Linked DNA regions of Anser cygnoides: region 1 is linked to region 2. A link is a contact called in public Hi-C data. All regions are on one chromosome and are shown on one strand. Each heading gives the region's core, a stretch centred on a gene start, on an enhancer-like site or on the middle of the called end of the contact. The rest is flanking DNA. Distances are from core to core; before and after follow the strand shown.

What was found. A called contact is a pair of places that touch in the nucleus more often than the background predicts.
Region 1: a contact with region 2 is called in a Hi-C map of liver, with 2.7 times the contacts expected there. The contact joins the promoter of COPS2 here to the enhancer-like site in region 2. A contact is called at or near these places in 2 of 7 Hi-C or Micro-C datasets (both in liver).

What each region holds. Positions count from the first base shown.
Region 1 is chr11:21,963,335-21,966,610 of Taihu_goose_T2T_genome, reverse strand. It overlaps COPS2 (COP9 signalosome subunit 2), which reads left to right and starts at 1,263. Exons shown (of 13, transcript XM_048052327.2): 1 at 1,263-1,593. The coding sequence starts at 1,486. GALK2 (galactokinase 2) reads right to left here and starts at 720. Exons shown (of 9, transcript XM_048052336.2): 1 at 528-720. The coding sequence starts at 580.
Region 2 is chr11:21,909,750-21,912,967 of Taihu_goose_T2T_genome, reverse strand. SECISBP2L (SECIS binding protein 2 like) reads left to right here. Exons shown (of 18, transcript XM_048052322.2): 18 at 371-3,218. The coding sequence ends at 1,044. Among named protein-coding and RNA genes, the nearest start is that of SHC4, 8.7 kb to the right of the region's middle. Within about 2 kb of position 1,502, at least 1 of the 3 cell types and tissues checked has open chromatin away from gene starts, as enhancers often do. A contact at or near this core is called in liver, where this site is marked.

The DNA of each region.
Region 1 (3,276 bases), core at 14-2,513, 54 kb before region 2:
CCTTGCCAGTGCTAACACGGGTAAAAGGGCTCATTCAACTGTCCGCGTGTTCTACTGCCACACACCAGGTGCAGCACCGCGGGCAAGAGCACACGTCGTCCCAGCGAATCGCAAAGGCCATTCATTACAGCCCACAAGACGAGAGGATAACCGAATATCCCCAAAACTCTGCGAAGAGAAAACGTCGGGGGGAGAACTGAAGGCGCCATTCCTCCTCCCGCCGCACTGGGCGAGGGGCAGCAGGGCTGCGTCGGCTGCCTCGGGAGGGGACCGGGGGGCCGCGCCCTGCTTGCCGGCGGGGGACCGGGGCACACTGGGGCCACGGGGCCCCTGCTGTCGGAGCCGAGCCGAGCCGAGCCGGGTCAGGCCACGACGCCCACAGGCTACCCGTCCCTCACACGGCCGGCCCGCCCCCACCCCAGCCCCCCTGCTCACCACCCCCCCCCGCTGCCACGGCGGCTGCAGGGCGGTGGCTGGGTGCTGCCACCCTGGCACGTCCCCACTCACCCAGCCAGGCAGGCACCCACCTGGGCTGCTCCACCAACTGCACCGGGAGGCTGCTGGGGGCGTCCCCCGCCATGGCGGCTCCCCCCCGCCGGCCCCTGCTGGAGGCGGGCGGTGGCTTTGGCGGGCTCGCGGTCACGGGACGGGCAGGCACCAGCCTTCCGGGTGGCGGGGCTGCCGGCACGGCCTCCTCCTCCTCCTCCTCTTCCTCCCTGGCACGGCTCCGGCTCCGGTCCTGGTCCCGGTCCCGGCCCCTCCGTGCAGCCCCCAGGCCGGTGCCGCGGGGGGTCGGCGCCCCGCAGCCCTCCCGGCGGCGGGGCCGCTCAGCTCCTGGCCCAAGGCGGTCCGCAGGTGGCTGAAAAGCTGTTGCAACGCGTGCAGAAGGCGATCTTTTACTTCGTTCCTGTCGGAATTTAGCTGGCAACAAAGATCAAAAACAGCCCCCAGCGCGGTGCGGGGTGTTGAGGCCAGAGCTGCCCTCGGCACGGTGCACTGAGGCAGCGCGGTCATGCAATGGCAGGGCAATCAGCAGTGCTTCCCCCCGGCATTATTTTTCTCCTTTGGGTTTTCTGGCATGTGGGTTTGCTGCTTTCCCTCAAACAAGTAGCTTCACAGATCCCATTATCCCTCACGATTAATGGCAGCAGTGACTTTGAGGAGCTGGAGCTTTTCCAATGTGTTTACAAGCCCAGCTCATTGTTGTCCATTTTGCTGTTCAAGGCTGCTAATAATCACCTCAGGAAGTTTTAAATGCCTGGACTAAGAAAAATATAGTAATATTCCATTCTATGATTAATGCCTTTCTGAAGCAATTTCCCAGGGGCAGAATTGAAATAGAAGTAGCCACAGGAGAGGAAAAAAATGATCAAAAACTGTAACATAAAACGACCCGCAGAAAAGAATGGAGACAATAAATATTGCAAACTTGTCTAGGAGCTTGCAGGATCCACCAGCCTCGCAGTGTGGGAGGGCAACGCTTGCATGTCCAGCCTTTTTCCCCTCATTCACCTGAAGGCAGCAGCAATTACTTTGTTAAAGTCTTTAGAAAGCCAGCGACTCTGCACCTTGCGGGGCCCCTGCTTTTCACAGGTAAAAACCCTGTTAGGGCGGGTGGTTGGGTGATATTTGGATATGGTAATGGTAGCGCAAGGAAAGTGCTCAGAGGCACTGAACACGGCAGGACGACGTGCTAAGGCCTGTAGGGCTGCGGCAGCACAGCGGCCGGACTTTTCAAATTCCCCATCAGGGACACAAAGCGGCATGGCTCCCAGACCCGCTGTGCGGTACGGGTAGGAGGCGGCGCCGCAGGGGGGGGGCCGCGTTTGCTAAGGGCCGATCGCTGGGGGGGGGGGGCGGACGGGGACAGGAACCCGGCGGCGGTGCAGCGCCGATCGGGCTCCGGGCTCCCCGCGCGCGGGCGGCGGCGGGTTCCGGGGCCGCGCGCTTCCGTGCCGCGCGGTGTTGTGGGAGAAGGGGCCGGCCCCGGCGTCTCCTCCCTGAGCCGGCCCCCGCCGCCCATCCTGCGGCCAAGATGTCTGACATGGAGGATGATTTCATGTGCGACGACGAGGAGGACTACGACCTGGTAGGGCGCGGGGCTCCGCGGCGGCCTGCGGGGGGCGCGGCGCCGGCCACGTGGTGCCGCAGCCCTGGGCCGGGCCCCCCCGGGCCGCCGGGCGCCCTCCTCCGCCCCACGGCTGCCGGGGGCGGGCGCTGCGCTCGGAGCAGGCCCCGCCGGGCTCCCGCCGCCCCTCCCCAGACGAACGGGCCGGTTTCGGGCCCGGCCAGCTGCGGCCCCTGCTCGCTGCCCGCGGGGCACGGAGCTGCCAGCCCCCTGCGGGCCGCGGCGGCGAACGGAGGGAAAGTGCGGGGAGGGGAGCGGGGAGTGAGGGGACACGGCCCAGCAGCCCGGTCCTCGTGCTCAACTGCTGGGGCTTCGGGTGTTAGCGAGGTTTTTGCTCTTGTGGTACCTGCGTTGCAGGGTTCGGGGTTCCTGTGGCGTGTCTAGGTGTGTTTTCACATCAGGTTTTGCTCTGAGCTCTTGCAGGTAAAAATAAAGTGTAAGTGCTGCTTGCAATTAGCAGCAGACAGAGCAATTTGTCCAGGAAAATTGGAGAACATAATGAGATTGGATGTAACAAGTCTCTTTTTAATTATTAAAGCTAATTACGTTTTACAATTAGCAAAGCGATTTCAAGATGGGTTAATAAACGAAATAGTTGTCATCTGAAACAAAAAATCTTTGCTGTGCTCTCTGATCAGTTATAATCCCGTTGCCATAATCATATATTGGGGCTTGAGATTCTGTTGTTTTTGTTTTTCCGAACTTTGCATAAGTTCTTAGAACTGACACATTTCTTAAAACACTCCATATAGTTGAGGATTAAGAGTCTATTTCATCTTTTTCAGTTGAGCTTGTACTCACAGTGCTGCACTCTCACTGAAAACCCCAGCTGCTTGCTTATGGAAGGCTTGTCTTGTGATGAATTATTTGATGACCATTGTTACTTACAAGTTAACTTAAAAGACTTATTTGCTTTCATTTGAAATAGATTCTGGTCAGTTTTTTATTATGAACTGCCCAGAACGACTGGATGACACTGAACACAGAAAGAAAAGGAAAAAGTGGTTTTGTTTTTGAGTTTCAAGTTCAGATGAGAGTGCTTGGCTGAGAGGCGTTGTCATGTACCCGTGTCAGTATTCCAAAATCAGTCTTCACTTAACGCTCCCAATGATCTTCCACTTAACTCCCTGAATGAATCCACAGATTTT
Region 2 (3,218 bases), core at 253-2,752:
AGATGACTTAACATTGTGGCAGTCTGTTTTTAATTTATACTTGAGCATAAAAGTATTTAGTCTTACCTCTTTGATTATACTCACTGTTATATTTAGCGCTTCCAGAGTTTACATAGAAAGCTAAGTGCACGAACTTTCAACTTCATAATGTGTCTTAAAATCCTATTAACAAAACAGCTTTTCTTTTTCTCTCTCTCCCTTCCTCTTCTTCCCCCATTTTCTAGTTCAAATTGTTATAGCAAGTGTAGAACAATATTAAAGTGATTTACCTTCAACTGCTATTTAAACAATTTGAGGATGTTGAGGAGAAATATTTTTATACAGAAAGAATTAATCTGTTTCCTACCTAAATTTCTTTTGAAACTTGTAGAAACAAACTGGAGAAATATGGTAGAAACATCTGATGGGTTAGAAACCTCTGAAAATGAGAGAGAATCCTCATCCAAGGCTGCAGTACCAGAAAAAGCTGGTAATGGTCAAACTGAAAAATCTACCCTTAATAAACAACCACCACTGGCTACATCCAGCACTACCTCAGCAACAAATCACGGAAAATCCATACCAGGTGAGAAGGAGGAGGTGAAACCAGATGACAATCTGGAATGGGCCTCACAGCAGAGTACAGAGACAGGATCACTGGATGGCAGCTGCCAAGATCTTTTGAATTCCTCCATGACCAGTACCACCAGTACTCTTGTGCCAGGAATGCTAGAAGAGGAGGACGAGGAAGATGAGGAAGATGATGAGGATTATGCCCATGAACCGATTTCTGTTGAAGTTCAGCTTAATAGCAGAATTGAATCCTGGGTTTCAGAGACCCAGAGAACTATGGAGACCCTTCAGCTTGGGAAGACCCTTAGTGGCGCGGAAGAAGACAATGCAGAACAAAGTGAGGAGGAGGAAATAGAGACTTCTGAGCAGGTTGATCCAGTCGTTGATGGTGAGGAATGGACAAATGACAAGCATGCAAGTAACACTCAACATAAGCCCACCATCTGTACTTCTTTGAATAAAGAACACACAGATTCCATCTACATGCCATAAAAATCAGCAGGAACTCAGGAACTTTTTAGAAATTATATTAAAACTAATTGTTGTAAAAGTTGCAGCCATTATTTCATACGCTTCATCTCAACGTTTTGCACTGTTAAACATTTAATGTGTATTTAATTCACAATATTTTTGTAGCTGTCCATTACTTGGTTGATTTAAAAACTAGCTTAGCTTTTAATCAGTATCTATTTCCCAGAATAGAAACTGTGTGGAAAATCTGTCAGTGAGTATTCATTCAATCTTTTGTAAAAGGAAACACTTTATAACTGACCAGTTTTAAGCAAAATTATTTTATGTGACCATTTAGCTCATTTTCAAACAGATAACATACATTTTAAGACTGACAAGTTACCAGCACTTCACATTGGTGTTATGCCAGGCATGTCAATGTATTTGGCTGTGATTATTCTAGTTCTGTCTAGAAATAGAAGTAAGGTGTTGGTTATCTTCATTTAAAAAAAAAAAAAGCTGGAAAACCCTGTTTGCAGTCTTCATGAAGAGTAAATAGAGAAATCTGTACATGGTTCTTATGCTAAGATAGATGCAGCTTTTTTAAGCTGCTGATAGTTGAGATGGTTGCAGTTGTTACAATAAGCTATACCAGGGGTATTACGTATTTATTGTTGTTATTAGTCTGTTTACAAAGTGGAAATATTACATAAAAGCAGGAAAAGAAAACAAATTCCCCATGCTCTCCACAGTTGCTGCCTGCCAAACCACACTAAGTGAATCATTAACCATAATCCCTATCCAGGACTTTTAGTAAACTGATGACTTCCTTTTTCTGCTGTCACTTACCTCAGGAATGCTGTTTTTTGCATATTGTAATCTATAACATTGCAAAAAGGAAGAGTAATTATTTAACAGCAAGTGCAAATGACACAGTGGCTCAATTTCTTGATAAGTTCATCTGCATGCTTTGGTCCTGGTCACCTTCATGTTGAGTTCAGGATGGATCTTAACAATTTCTATTCAAAATGTGACCTCTTTTTGTCTGTTCTCAGTTGTAGCAGCCTTAGGAGTTGACCTCGAGAGTAGAAAAGGAAGTAGTTTGTCCAGGAAAGGGGGAAGTGCCCTGTAGTTTGGGGAGGTATTGCAGTGGTCCTGAGGTAAAAGGAATGACCCCCACGCTCTTGAAACATACATGTTGCTACAGACTTGTTCCTTAATTTTATTCTGAATATGAAGTAAAATCTGTTAACTGATGGTTAATTGATTTCAGATTTCAGATTGAGTGTATATTTAAACCTTGCATGCAAGGAATCTGTTTTCCATCCTTGTCTTATATTGGTGAGAAATGTACTGAAACTGCCAGCAGCAGGAGCTTCACTACAAGAGCCAAAGGGTAACTCACACAAATACACTTTTATAGCAAACGTGTGTTTTAATTCCACTTCATTTCTCTTGATCACTTGTATCAAAATGCATTTAAATACTTTGGGTTGGCTGAAAGAAAAACACAAGAAATCGATAGCTTAGTTAGATATTTAGTCCACACTTATTAACATGGGACCAGCGCTTATAGTATTAGCAATGCTGGCATTTTAGGTTGCACTGGGAAAATAAGACTCCAGGTTTAGAAATCATCTAGCCCTGGGTTTTTTGGATGCTAATGACAATAGTAGAAACTGCGTGTGTTATGTAAATAGTGTTTTGATAGATAAAGGCATAGCAAAGACTATGTAGATAAGCAGTGTAGAGAGCTGCTAGGACAACTGGCTGTCCTGTCACGTTCTTAGTTCTTTAATGTACTCTTCCTAGATATTAGAACAGGCGTTTTGTAGGAAAACAAAGACTAAGGATCGATGCCTCCTGATTGTTAAACCTTTTACTGTACATATGGCAGACTTCTACTGTCCGTGTGTTTGGAAATAGTTTTTGCTTTAGGAAATGATAGGTGTTTGAACTGCTGACAAGCAAAACTTGCCCTTGGATGTGTAAGCATGTCTTAACATTCGCTGAGATCAGTGTATACACTGAGGACAAAACTTTACTGGAACATCAAAAAAAAAAAAGCTTGTAACTTTTCCATTTGCTTTTTCAGTGCCAGTGATTCAAATAACTTTTGATCTTGAAGTATTAGCATCAGACGCATCTTTTTGTATGTCTTTTCTGAACTTGGACTGTCATTTTAAGGTTTTTTGACATTTATTAAAAAAAAAAAA